Linked DNA regions of Gossypium hirsutum: region 2 is linked to region 1. A link is a contact called in public Hi-C data. All regions are on one chromosome and are shown on one strand. Each heading gives the region's core, a stretch centred on a gene start, on an enhancer-like site or on the middle of the called end of the contact. The rest is flanking DNA. Distances are from core to core; before and after follow the strand shown. Region 1 holds the start of LOC107886405 (NAD-capped RNA hydrolase DXO1). Region 2 holds the start of LOC107887646.

Region 1 (6,251 bases), core at 3,372-5,871:
ATGATAGTATTATATTAAATTTCATGTATTTTTTGTATATTATATTATATTAATATTTTTAATTTATTATAAATTTAAAATTACAGCAAAAGATAAATTTAATATATATAAAAACTTTTAACTCTTTTTCTGTTTTTCATAAAAAAACTCTTTTTCTATTTTAAAATTTGAAAATAAAAAAATTCATTATATATTTTATTTTTAATTTATTATTAAAAAATTCTTTTAATAAATTTAATTTTTACTAAAAACATTTAATTTTATTAGTTTATTTCTTTAGAAGAGTTTAAAATATATAACGAATAACAACTAGTTTTATTTGATTTTTCCTTAAAAACCCTAAATACTAAACCCCAATCTATTTTTTTTTAAATTTATAATTAATTTACTCAAGTAACCCTAAACCCTAATTTATTTGATTTTTTCCTTAAAAACCCTAAACACTAAACCCTAATCTAATTTTTTAAAATTTATAATTAATTTACTCAAGTAACCCTAAATCCTAATTTATTTAATTTTTTCCTTAAAAACCATAAACACTAAACCCTAATCTATTTTTTTAAAATTTATAATTAATTTAATTAAGAAACCCTAAACCCTAAACCCTTATTTATTTAATTTTTTCCTTAAAGCTTTAAAATCTTAAAACTCAAAACCCCCAAACTCTAACTCTAATTGCAAAAAACCCTAAATCCTAAAAAACAGGAAAAGTGATTCCTCAAGAAAGCACTTTGTCCACGTGGACACAAAGCGCTCCCTTGAGGAAGCGCTTTGTCCACGTGGACAAAAAAGCCTTTTTCCTGCTTTATCCCCTGACAACGCGCTGACGTGGACGCGTTTTTGGGGGAAATGATTCTTTTCGGTAATTAATTTAGAACCTGGCCTATTTCAGTAATTTTAAAAATAAAGGGGCTTTTATTGGTTATTTGCCCTACAGATTGATAAACAAACAATAAAAACAAATTAATTATAGGATTATATTGCAATCATAATGAAAATTAGAAGTAAAATTCGTAATAAATCTAAAGATAAAATCGCAATAGAATTAAAATGAAATGCGCCTGAAGAATGAGGGGCCATTGGGGAAACTATTCCCCTTTCCCAAACCGACACCGTTTCAGGTGTTTTCCCCCAGGACCAAATCAGAAACCAAATAAAATTTAAAGCATCAATTGAAGAAAATAAAAAAACTGAATTTAAATAATTAAAAATTTCAAGGGACCAAATGCGCGAATAGACCATTAATAGAAAATGCGCGGATCCTTCCCCTGGGTTGGGTCAATACGCGGGTCGACAACCACTAAACGGCGTCGTTTTGAGGCCACTGAAGCAAGCCCTAAACGACGTCGTTTTTATACTTTATAAAATCCCAATCAAACCTTAAACATAAAACCTTTGGCCATTTTCAGAATCACAGCCGCAAAAGACTTTCATTTCTCTCCGGCGTTTTGAATCTCTTCCAACTCCGATTTAGATGGAGTGAACAAGTATTCCGGCGACGCTTGTGATGCTAAAACTCCCATCTTTTTTGAATTCTTTCTATTTCGCATGCTAAAAGAACGATTATAAAAGCGAAGAGCAAAATAATAATCACCTGTAGCAAACTGCTATTTGATTTTTTTCTCCTTTTTCTTATTGATTCGTGAAATCCTTTACAAAATACTCTAATCGGCTTTATATAACCGAATGAAATTGCAAAAATTATTTATTTATTTTTTCTTTTATATTTTTTTCTGTTATTCTAGTGTGCTCCTTTTTGTTGCTGCTCGTTGCTTGTTGGATTCATTTGTTTTGCTGGTACAGCCAACTAGAGGCGCGTGGCGTGGAGGCGCAACACGCGCGAGGAAGGTTGGTTCATAGTCGTGCAGCGGCTGGGGCTTTTCTGCCTAGGGTTTTTCTGATTCTATTTTTTTGTTTATGTTATGGGCTAGGGTTTAATTTGGGCCTAGGATTGGGTTTGATGTAATGGGTTTGATTTTTGGGTTGTGTAAATGGACCTTTATTGGACTTTTAATTTATTTTTATTTCTTTTATTTTATTTGTATTTGTTGAATTGGGCCCAGGTAAATTGGGCCTGTTACATTATGAATTAAAATATTATAATAGAAAATTTTCAAATAATAATTAAAATATTTTTAACATGATCTACATACAATATAGTTTTACTTTAGGTAATTAATGCAAAGTAATATTATTCAAAATAATAACTAATTAACATAATTAACTCTAATATTAATTAAGTGATAATTAATATGCTTAGAATTTTATTAAATAATAGCCTTATTTTATATCAATAAAATTAGCACAACTTTTTAAAAATAATTATAATTATCACAATTTTTCCCTTTATTTTATGCTTAGAGTTATATTAAAGTAATAACTCTATTTTTAAATTAACACATTTTTTAAATTAATAATTGTAGTTTAAATTTTAATTATTTTTAAATGTGTAATTATCACAACTTTTATTACATTATAATTATTTTAAATGTATAATTATCACAAAATTTATTTTACTTTAATTTTTAATAATAATTATAAATTAAATATAATAATAAATTTTAATTATGAATTTAGTAATATGATGAAAAATAAAGAGTACTCTCATCAATTCATTTTTTTCAAACTCGTGCTTTTATATATTATGTATATTATTTATATAAAAAAGATTAAATAATTCATTATGTATTATTTTTAATTATTACGTAAATTAAATTAAAAGAAAACATAAACTAAAAGTTTTATGAAAAAGCCAAAATGTAAATAATGATTTTTCATTAAAGTATTTTTTTCTCACTCGAGACTTGAAGTCTAGTTAAAAGTTGGATAGGCAGTATGTTCCAAACAACTCAAATTCCATTCAAATAGAATATTTTCTAAAAATTTCTTTTCGCCATGGATAAAATGAAATTTAAAGGGTGTGCTTGGTTGAATGAAAAAGTGGAAAGATGAGAGGAGAGATTAGAAAAGTAAAAAGAAGATGAATTTTGAATGTGCTTGGTAAAAAAGAAAAATGAGAAGAAAAAACATAAGAAAGATGATAATTTTTCTTCCTAATGCATAAAAATTATACATTGAACGATTTAAAGTCAAATATAATTATGATGGTTCCATTGAACGATTTAAATCCCAGGTGGTGGGAAAAGGGTACAACCAGCAAGCTGGGGTTATTTTTCAGGAAACTTTTTCTCCTATGGTTTAACGTGTTATTATTAGGACTGTCATTATTATGGCTACTATGAGTGGATGACCTCTTTTTCAAATGGAGATGTTTACAATGTCTTCTTGCAAGGTGATCTGCATGAGACGGTTTGCATGAGGCGGTTTATATGGACATTCCAGAAGGTTTTCACAAATAGGGGGAGCACAAGGTGTGTTGTTTGCACAAGTAGTTGTATGGTTTGAAGCAAGCTTATAGACAGTGGAATCTAAAACTTATTGAAACGCTGGTACACCTCTTGAACAGAATCAAAAACTCACTTCAATTAAGAATGATGAGCCTGTAAAACCGACAGCTGATGGTGATAAATTTATTCCTGATGTTGCAGTATACCAGCGACTTTTGGGCAAGTTGTTATATTTGACCAATACACGACCGGACAGATCTTTTGCAGTTCAACACTTAAGTCAATTTATGCACAAACCAAAGAAGTCTCATTTAGAGGTTGCTTTTTGAGTAGTTCGAAATATAAAAAGGAATCCAGGTCAAGGTATCTTGTTGGCTGCATCTAATAATCCACAGCTTGTTGCATTTTGTGATTCGGATTGGGCTTCATGTCTTATATCTAGAAGGTCAACTATTGGTTTTTGTGTAAGCTTGGAGACTCCTTCATTTCATGGAAGTCAAAGAAGCAAAACACTGTCTTATTCATTAGTAAAAGTTGAATGCAAGAGTATGGTAGTAGTAGTAGCAGAGGTTGTTTGGTTGGATGCTTTGTTGAAAGAAATATGCCTTAATAGGTTTGATATGTCTTTAATTTTTTTAGATAGTCAGGCAACACTTCAAATCGCAGCAAACCTTGTATTTCATGAACGCACCAAGCATATAGAGATTGGTTATCGTTTTGTGTGAAACAATATTCGAGAAGGGTTGATTCAAATGCAACACATTAGGACAACTGAACAATTTGTAGATTTGATGACTAAAGCACTTGGAATCAAGCAACATGAGTATTTGATGTTCTTGGGGGGTTAAAAATTTATATCACCTCTCAACTTGAGGGGGAAAGTTATAATATTCTAAAATACAAACATGAAACATAAATACATATAGGTATAATTAATATTTTTTTTATTATCATAAGTCACCTAAGGTGTTTTTTTTTTACCAAAAATAGTAAAAAACATGGTGTAGGTGGCAGTAAATCCGTAGCTCAAATTGAAGGTTTTACATAGACGTGGGGAGAGATGTGTGCCAAATGTAGGCTACAAAAGCAAACCGGACAGTAAATAGTAATTTAAGTTTTCATTTAATTCAAGATGGCCCAATCCCGTCCAAAATTGCTTCATAAAAGCCCAATAAAAATGTAGTACTGTAATAGACTGAGTCAACTCGCTTGAGTTTTTACACCGAGTCGACATGAAAAGGAACTGTTAAAATATATATATTAAAAAAGGGACCAAAACCTCAAACGCAGAAATTCGCTTTGCTCCTTTTGTTCTGAGAGAGAGAGACCGAAAGACAAAACTAAAAGCATATAATCTCCGATATGGATTTCTCGGAGCAAGATGTGGACCTCTTTGGAGATGACCATAACAACGACAATCGCGATGATTCCCGTGAATCCTCTTCATCTCATTCATCTTCATCATCATCCTCCGCTTCATCGTCGTCGTCGGCTTCTTCTTCGTCCAACGGCAGCGACGGCGGAGATAGCAGCAGTGCCAGTGGAAGCGCTAGCAGCGGAGGAGAAGAGGAAAATGGAGAAGAAGTTAGCAATGTTAATACCCATAATTATGATTATAATGACAATATTGAAAGGAGTATTTTTGGGTATGAAGAGGAAGAAGAGGAGAAAGATCTCTTTGGGTCTGATAACGAAGATTACTGTAAAACCACTGCCACTAGCCCTTTCCCTATTCCTGGTAATTCTTTATTTCATTATTTCTCTATTAGATTCAGTTATTCGGCCCCTAATTGGGGATTTTGAAGTGCAACCATTCCTTTTTTTAGGAGATTTCTCTACCATATATTAAAATATAAAACTTTTGATTTGAATTCTGGGAATTTTTTTAGTTTTAGGGAGTAATCTTTATGTATAAGTAATTAACTATATGGCCAGCTAGCCATCTAGTAACAGCTAAATTTAACATATAAGCTATAGGAGATGTTATGAACTCCTTATTATCTGCTTACTGAATGTTTTTTAGATTGTAAGATCACAGGAAGAAAACATGAGCTATTTGATTGCTTTATTTGAGGAAATTTGGGAAAAAACTTTGACAATGATATGCAGGAATATTTAGACTAGCTGTGCCTGCAATTCCTGTAATATACAGGAAACACTTGAATTGATATTTGGTTGAATTTCTTTGTCTCCCGTTCAAATGGTGACTAATCTTCTTTCTCACTATTCTTTTGCAGTATTGCCCGTTATTCGTAATACTAATAACCCAGGTAGAGGAGGTTTTGGACGGGGTCGTTGGCCCAGTGATAGAGGAGCTGGTATCCTTGGCCGTCCTGGTTATCCTCCTAGGCAAGGTTATGGGTATGGAAACAAATTTGCTAATGGACATCGTGATGAGCGTTTCGTTTCTGAGCTGAAATTTTCAAAGAGTGAAGAGACGTTATCTAGAAAATGCATTGCTTTTCAGGAAGTGAGTGAATTATTTTTCCATTTTCTTTAATGATTCATCAGTTAATTATGGGTTGATATACTAAATTATCATTTTCCCTTTCAGATATAGTGAAAATGGTTGTCAGGATTTTTATATGTTTTATTTTGTGTATTTAAATTTTTATGATCTTCTTGTCAACATGATAGTGTCTGTTTGGAATCACTTTACGCCTTTAGATACCCTTTAAAGCATGTAAAGTTTTTACTTCTATATACATGCACATACACATGTTGTCAGGTAATTTTTTTTCTGGGCTACCTTTTGCTAAATGCGGCAACTAAATTTGACAGCCATGTGAACTTGCTTGTTATAGCCGTGTAGAAGGTGGAGATGTCTACTTTGATGACTGCAGCTTGGTAAGCTTTATGGATATCAGCATGGTAATTTTTCAGTAGGTCTTATAATGTGTCTTC
Region 2 (6,657 bases), core at 1,301-3,800, 140 kb before region 1:
GCCAACGCTACGATCTATCGGAAATATGTGATCAAAAGCCAAAACCCACCTCTCCGAACACTGTCTTTCCTCTTCCTCCTCACATCAAGCGCCATAGGGTTCTCAATATCATGGAAACTGAAACAGCAATGGTGGGGTTTGCCTCTATTTGGTGGGCTCATGGTCACAATGACAGCCTTCTTCCAGTACATGGTCCCTTGCATCCGTCAGCCTAGTGAGTGGTCGATCCCCTTCATGCCTTGGCCGGCAGCCATATCTATTTTCCTCAATGTCTTCCTGATGACAACACTGAGTATGCTGTCTTTCCAAAGGTTTAGTGTATGGGCATGTTTGATAACTGTGTTCTATTTGTTGTATGGAGTTCACTCAACTTTTGAAGCAGAAGAGATGGAGAAGGAGTTGGCCATTAATGAAGTGCCCAACTCATCCATCCAACTAACTAAGCTAGATGTTTAACAATTTAAGTTCATAATCGAAACAAGAAATTCAAGCTCCCTCTCATTGGATTCCTGTATTTTCTATCAATTAATCATTTAACAATTCCATAGTCAAGCTAAGTCCAAATTCAAAGAATGTTACATCTAAATCAACTAACCAAACGGCAGTCTGTCATATAACATTAAATTAAGCATTGTTGCAGTGGGTTTTAATCCGTTCATATGATTCAAGGTTCTGATTATTCGATGTTACATTTGGTGGGATCTGATATAAAATACAACTTTTTCTATGGTACGTTTTGCCCACTTTGATTGGTGAAAGCAACTAGTCTTTTCGTCCAGACCTTAGTGGCCCAAACTTTTTGGACTTTTGGGTGTTTTCTCATACCTTTTCTTTTTTCTTTTCTTTAGTGGCCCAAATCACATCAATAACTTACGCTCATTGGCATCGAGAATGGAAAGCTGATTTTACCGTCAGGTCATCATGCCATCCTTGCATCTATTATTACTTCTATGAATCCCTTCATAGGATAGGTCCCCAAAACTTTCAAAGTACTGAAAACCAGAAACCAAATGAAAACTCTCTGTCTTACTTTAAATCAAATTCTCATTCATGCATGATTCAATGGATGAACACAAGCTGAAGTTTTCATCAATGCTCAAAGTCAAACCATCATGAAATAAACCTTGGGGTGCAGCTTTCTAAAATGAATAAAAATACAGAGGCATCTCAATTTCATTGAATAAAAGAGATAATGTAAACTATATTATCTCAAATATTCTTTTTGGTCTCTTATCATATCATCTCCTCGCCGTTCTTCAACCTCATTCATTTACATTAGGCAATACCGTGGAAGTTATTTCTTCTTTTTTTCCTATTCGTCTATTCCAACAATGCCTTGGCAAACACATCCATGATCTTTTGTCGTGACTCAAGTATCATCTCATTATGCTTCATTTCCATCTTCATTCTCGTCTTCTCGACATCCTTCACCATCTCTATCTTCATCTTCTCCATCCTCACAAACCCTTCAGCCAACAACTTAATTGAGGAAACCATCTCCTCCACTGGATCCATGCCCCTCTTGACTCCACCATTACCATTCTTCACTCCGAGTTCTGGCCCTGAACAAGAAGCAAATCCATTCAAACCCCTATAGTCATCAACACCAGGATTAAATCACCTATTAACTACACCACATTTCTTCTGATGAAAACCTCGAGGGACTGAATCCCAAGCACCTGAAACTTTTGCTTGAAACCCCATTCCCTCGTCTACGTACTCTTGCAAATCGTTATCGTAATCATAATTGAGATTAGAGCTACCATGATTCTTTGGCTTGAACCCTAGGTTCATACAACTCTTATCACCTGAGGTCTTTGGGACATCCTCATTACTGAGTGCTGCATTTGCCACTCCTACCTGAGGTCTTGAGAGGAGCCTTCCCAAGTCCAACACTATCAATACCTTGACTAAAACTATGATGAAAATCAGTCATAGAATCATAACCATCTCTAGTTCCACCATTAATCTTAAATTTTTTAATTCCTTCAGTCACAGAATCCCCGTTATCCTGCAACTTCACCCCATACCCACCTCCAATTTTGTGATCAAAATACAAGATTGAACCATACCCACCACTTAAACAATGATCAAAACCTAGATCAGACCCAGATTCCCATAAATCTTTTCATGATTCTTCAATTTCCAGCAAAACCCGCCATCTTTATTATAATAAAGATTTTCTTGATCAGCAGATCCGTTGACCGACACAGGTACGAAATTCATAGAATCAAGCAGAGGAAACAAGTCCCACGAAGAAGAGAACTTGCCTCGGTTTTTAAGGCTCCGTTGCTTTTCCGCACGGAACCGCTGCCTCAGCTGTTCGATCTTATGACGGCATTGAACGGACGATTTCATGGTTTCAGGACCAGAAGCGAAAGATACAGCGGAAGACACGGCTCCCCAGTCGGATGCCTTGAGGTTCTGGCATCGAAGAACGAACCATTTTTCCTTGTAAGCCTCAATCAACACCAGGGTTTCCTCCTTGCTCCAGCAGGGCGGAGCAACGCGCTGTGTGGCGGTAGCGGAGTAGGACTGCGGGGTTGCCATACGGGTAGATAAGTTGGGGATGGATGTAGGATAAAGGGAAAGAAAATGAAAGCGTAAGTTGGGAAAGAAGAGAGCATTTGTTTGTTTTAGGAGGGAAGAGAGGTAGTGAAGGCGGTTGGGTGATGAGTCTAACGTGCCAGAGGGAAGCGGTGGAGAAACACGCAAGGAGCTTTTTAGCGGTACCAAACTAGTTAACGGCCAACTAATCTAAGTGGCTGAGCCTGAGCCCACTCTGCCTCTCTTTGTTTGTCTATCTCAGCGTCATCTAATCTATTGCTATTGGTGGATAGTGAAAGGGTTTGTTGCGTTGGTGAGCGGAGATAAAAATGAATTTATGAAAAATTAATAAAGGTTTTAACGTGTGTATTAATGTTTTTTTTAAGTTTTATTCCACACCTATATTATATTATAGTGTGCAAAAGAGTTGGTAATAAATGAAACTCGAGAATATAATAAAGCCTAATAATTGTTTATATTTTGCAATGGCGAAAATAGTCCACTAAGTATTGAGCAAAGTATAACAAGGTTATTAATTTCTATAAATAATTTTTGTAGTAATTCTTTATTGATCAATCTAGGAATATAAAAGATGGTAAGAGAATAGAAATAAATTTTTGATGTGTTTTCTGGTATGTCATACAAATGAAATTTTTTTCCTATTTATAGGAGGTCTAATGTTTTTTTATAGGGACATAACTATCCAAATGGATAGTTATATTTTTAGCAATAAATATAATTATTTAATAGATGTCTACTTGAATAATTATGACTATTTGTTAATATTGACGTGACTTAACTTTTGGTTTCTTATAACTTTTTATTTGCAACTATTGGAAGACTATATATATATTGAAAATGTTCCGATAATCTCCCTTCCCCCATTTTCAAAATATTATAGATTTTGATAACCTTGGAAATCAATTGCATAAATGAAGGTGTCTTACGATTGAACCTTCACTTAGTGAAAACATGTTAGAGTTAACCGAAATTGAATGGTAGACCATACTTTGAACCAGCTATTCCATTTGATTAACCGAACACATCTTACACAATGATTTCAACATCAATCAATGCACAATTTCTAGGGATACTATTATGGTCATATGTCTATAACCTCTTTTCATGAGTATTTTCAGAACCAAGCCCTTGAGCTCTTAGAAGCAGCCACACTTCTACTCACATAGGTAGATTTCATCAAGAGTGTTCTCGTAATTATAACACTTTACCATATTTATGTTATGATTCTATTAAGAGTATAATATTCATCATTCCCTTATCATTACGGGTACCTAGCATTTTTTCCCTTAGGATGGTATATTATATATTATATAGTGCTAGCAGTCACACACTAATGATGTACTTGGTATCATTGAACTCAAGACTTAATGTTATACCAAGCATTGAGTTGAGTTTCCATCATGGGTGACTGTAACAGCTCGTTTTTAGTAAAATCAGAATAGTGGTTTCGGGACAACAAATCTGAAGTCAAAAAATTCGTTAAGAAATTTTAACGTTTACATGTTCAATTTGATGAAAAGGACTAAATCGCGTAAAGTGCAAAAGTTGTGTTCTACTAGCTAAAGGTATTAAATAGCTGTAGAAATTTAAAGTGGAGGTCCTTATATGGTAATTTTTAAAGTTAAGTAAGGGTAATTTAGTAATTAAGTAATTAAAGATAAAAATAAAATAAAAGACAAAACTATCATCTTTTTTGTACATGCATGAACCAAAAATTTTCAGCAAGGAAGAGCCATGGAAGCTTGAAAATTTTGCCTAAGTAAATCCTTTGTATGTAAGTGAAAACTTATCCCGTTTCTAATGATTTTTATGTTTTCGGGATAGTTGTAGCTTAATCTAGCTAACTAAGGGAATAATTTGCAAACTGGTTGGAAGTTTAGGGTTTTAACATGAGAGCATTTTAGTTGTTTGTGAAGTTTAATGGAAGAAAATGAATTTTTGTTGGGAGTTAAACAACTTTTGTTAAGTGATTTTTAATAAAATTGTTAATTAGAGATTAAATTGAGAAATGTAAAAATTTTGTGGTAAATGTGTGAAATTGTGAAATTTCTAGGCTGCTATAAACATATAATAAATTTTGCTAGGCTTGTTTAGGGGTGAAATTGCATGAATTTCATTTTACAAGCCTAGGGACAAATTTGTAAAGAAGTCAAAAGTATAGGGGCAAAATGGAAAGTTTGCCATAACATGATTTTGGATTGAATTGAATAGAATGTGGTTTAAATTAGTTAAATTTGATTATATATATCAAGAAAAGCAACGTATGGAATTATATCGGGGAAAAGATAAAGTGTTGGAGTAATCAATCGAATTTTTTCATTTGGAGTAATCAATCGAATTTTTTCATATAAATTCGAGGTAAGTTCGTATGTTTAATAAGCATTAAATTATATGTGTTTTAAATGCTTTATTATTTCATTCTTAATGATACGACTCCACAAAAATACTCGACGAAGTTTCAGCGACTTATGGATCCCGGTTGAACCTTAGGAATAGATAGGATACAAATGACATGTCATTAGGGGTTACCGTGTTTTTGGTGCTGGTCTCGTACGTCCTACCGATGGCTGATTTTTTGGCATGTGTTGCGGTTGCTTTACAGCATGTCTAAACAACACTATGTAGCTACGTCTTGACTGGCAGCTTGTGTGAACAGACCCAGTTATGGCTCGATGGAGAGCATTGATATAAGATATGAGATCGTAGTGGTTTTGACCATGTGTTGGCACATAGTGTGTGAGATACCCGTGTATCCGATAGTATTCCAAATGGTTCAACGGGCATAGTGTTGTTACAAGGATTATATGAGTTCTATATGAACTAGTACAGACATTTATGTGAAATACGAGAAGTGATATATATTTGACATATGAATATATGGCTAACATGGTTGATGATTATGTATTAGGCTTTTGGGCCAAAATGGAGTTGTTTTATACCTTAATTTTACTTACCTAAATTATGGTTGAACGGTAAGTTGTATTTTTAGTTATACGAACTTACTAAGCTTAATTGCTTACTCTATTTTATTTTCCATGTTTTATAGTGGTTTGGAAGTTCGTTCGGATTGGAAGTTGTCGGAGATTGCATTACACTATCAAACGCTTATTTTGGTACATTTGACAATATATTTTGGTTAAAAGGCATGTATAGGTCATTTTGGCTCATGGTAGCCTATATGTTTTGTTGTATTTTAGCCATTTTAATTGGCTTGTATTGTGGACATACCTTTTGTTATGTAAATAGGTAAATAGCCTTATTGTATGTGGTATATGGTTGCCATGAGAATGTCTTGGTTGTGAATTGGTAGTTTTGGTAGCAAATAGATGAGATTGATAAGTGGCATACATGTTAAGTTTTAGGCACAAAGATGCATATATGTGTTTGACCATTTAGGTAGATTTTGGAGACATATTTGGCATGTAATTAAGTGGTCAGTTGAGGTGCCTATAAGTATCATGGTTGTATGTGGTATTATAACATGTTATGAGCTTGATATTGGTTGGTTTTGAATGTCTAATTATGTCTTGTTTATATGCAAATTATTGTGTTTAGGTTGGTACCATTTTAGGTGAGAAATATGGCCTGAAAAATGGTCTATTTTTGTCCACATGGCCTAGCGCACGGGCGTGCGGTTTGGCCGTGTGACCCAAGTCAATGAGTTACACGGGTACAGACATAGGCTGGGATACGGTCATGTGTCCTTATTTCGAATGCCCACGCAGTCTGACCACACGGGCGTATGTCCCCTACACTTTAAAAAAATTCAATATTTTTTGAAAATTTCTTGAGTACTCGGTTTAGTCTCGCTTTGTTTTTTATGTTTATTTTGGGCCTCGAGGGCTCGTATTAGGACTATATGATTGATTATGAATGTTTTTTTTACTTAAATGTGAGATGAACATGAAATGTCTGTTTGTTTGATTGTAAGTCTGGGAAGCCTATCAAATCAAGAAGAAGCTAAGCTTTCAGGCAAGGGAGGTATTGGTATCAGAGCTACGGTTTAGTCAATTCTCGAACTAATGTAGTGTATATGAGTCTAGTTATACATGTCATTATATAACATGTGATAGTGTAATATCTCCTGAT

Evidence for each region. A called contact is a pair of places that touch in the nucleus more often than the background predicts.
Region 2: a Hi-C map of leaf shows a contact between it and region 1, with 2.6 times the contacts expected there. The contact joins the promoter of LOC107887646 here to the promoter of LOC107886405 in region 1. A contact is called at or near these places in 10 of 34 Hi-C or Micro-C datasets (anther, callus, leaf and 1 more).

Annotation. Positions count from the first base shown.
Region 1 is chrD08:57,176,744-57,182,994 of Gossypium_hirsutum_v2.1, reverse strand. It overlaps LOC107886405 (NAD-capped RNA hydrolase DXO1), which reads left to right and starts at 4,621. Exons shown (of 14, transcript XM_016810356.2): 1 at 4,621-5,085; 2 at 5,585-5,817; 3 at 6,129-6,194. The coding sequence starts at 4,710.
Region 2 is chrD08:57,310,761-57,317,417 of Gossypium_hirsutum_v2.1, reverse strand. LOC107887646 reads right to left here and starts at 2,550. Exons shown (of 3, transcript XM_016811891.1): 1 at 2,109-2,550; 2 at 1,680-1,916; 3 at 1,321-1,562. The coding sequence starts at 2,550. The coding sequence ends at 1,321. LOC107886414 (cationic amino acid transporter 6, chloroplastic) reads left to right here. Exons shown (of 5, transcript XM_016810367.2): 5 at 1-494. The coding sequence ends at 456.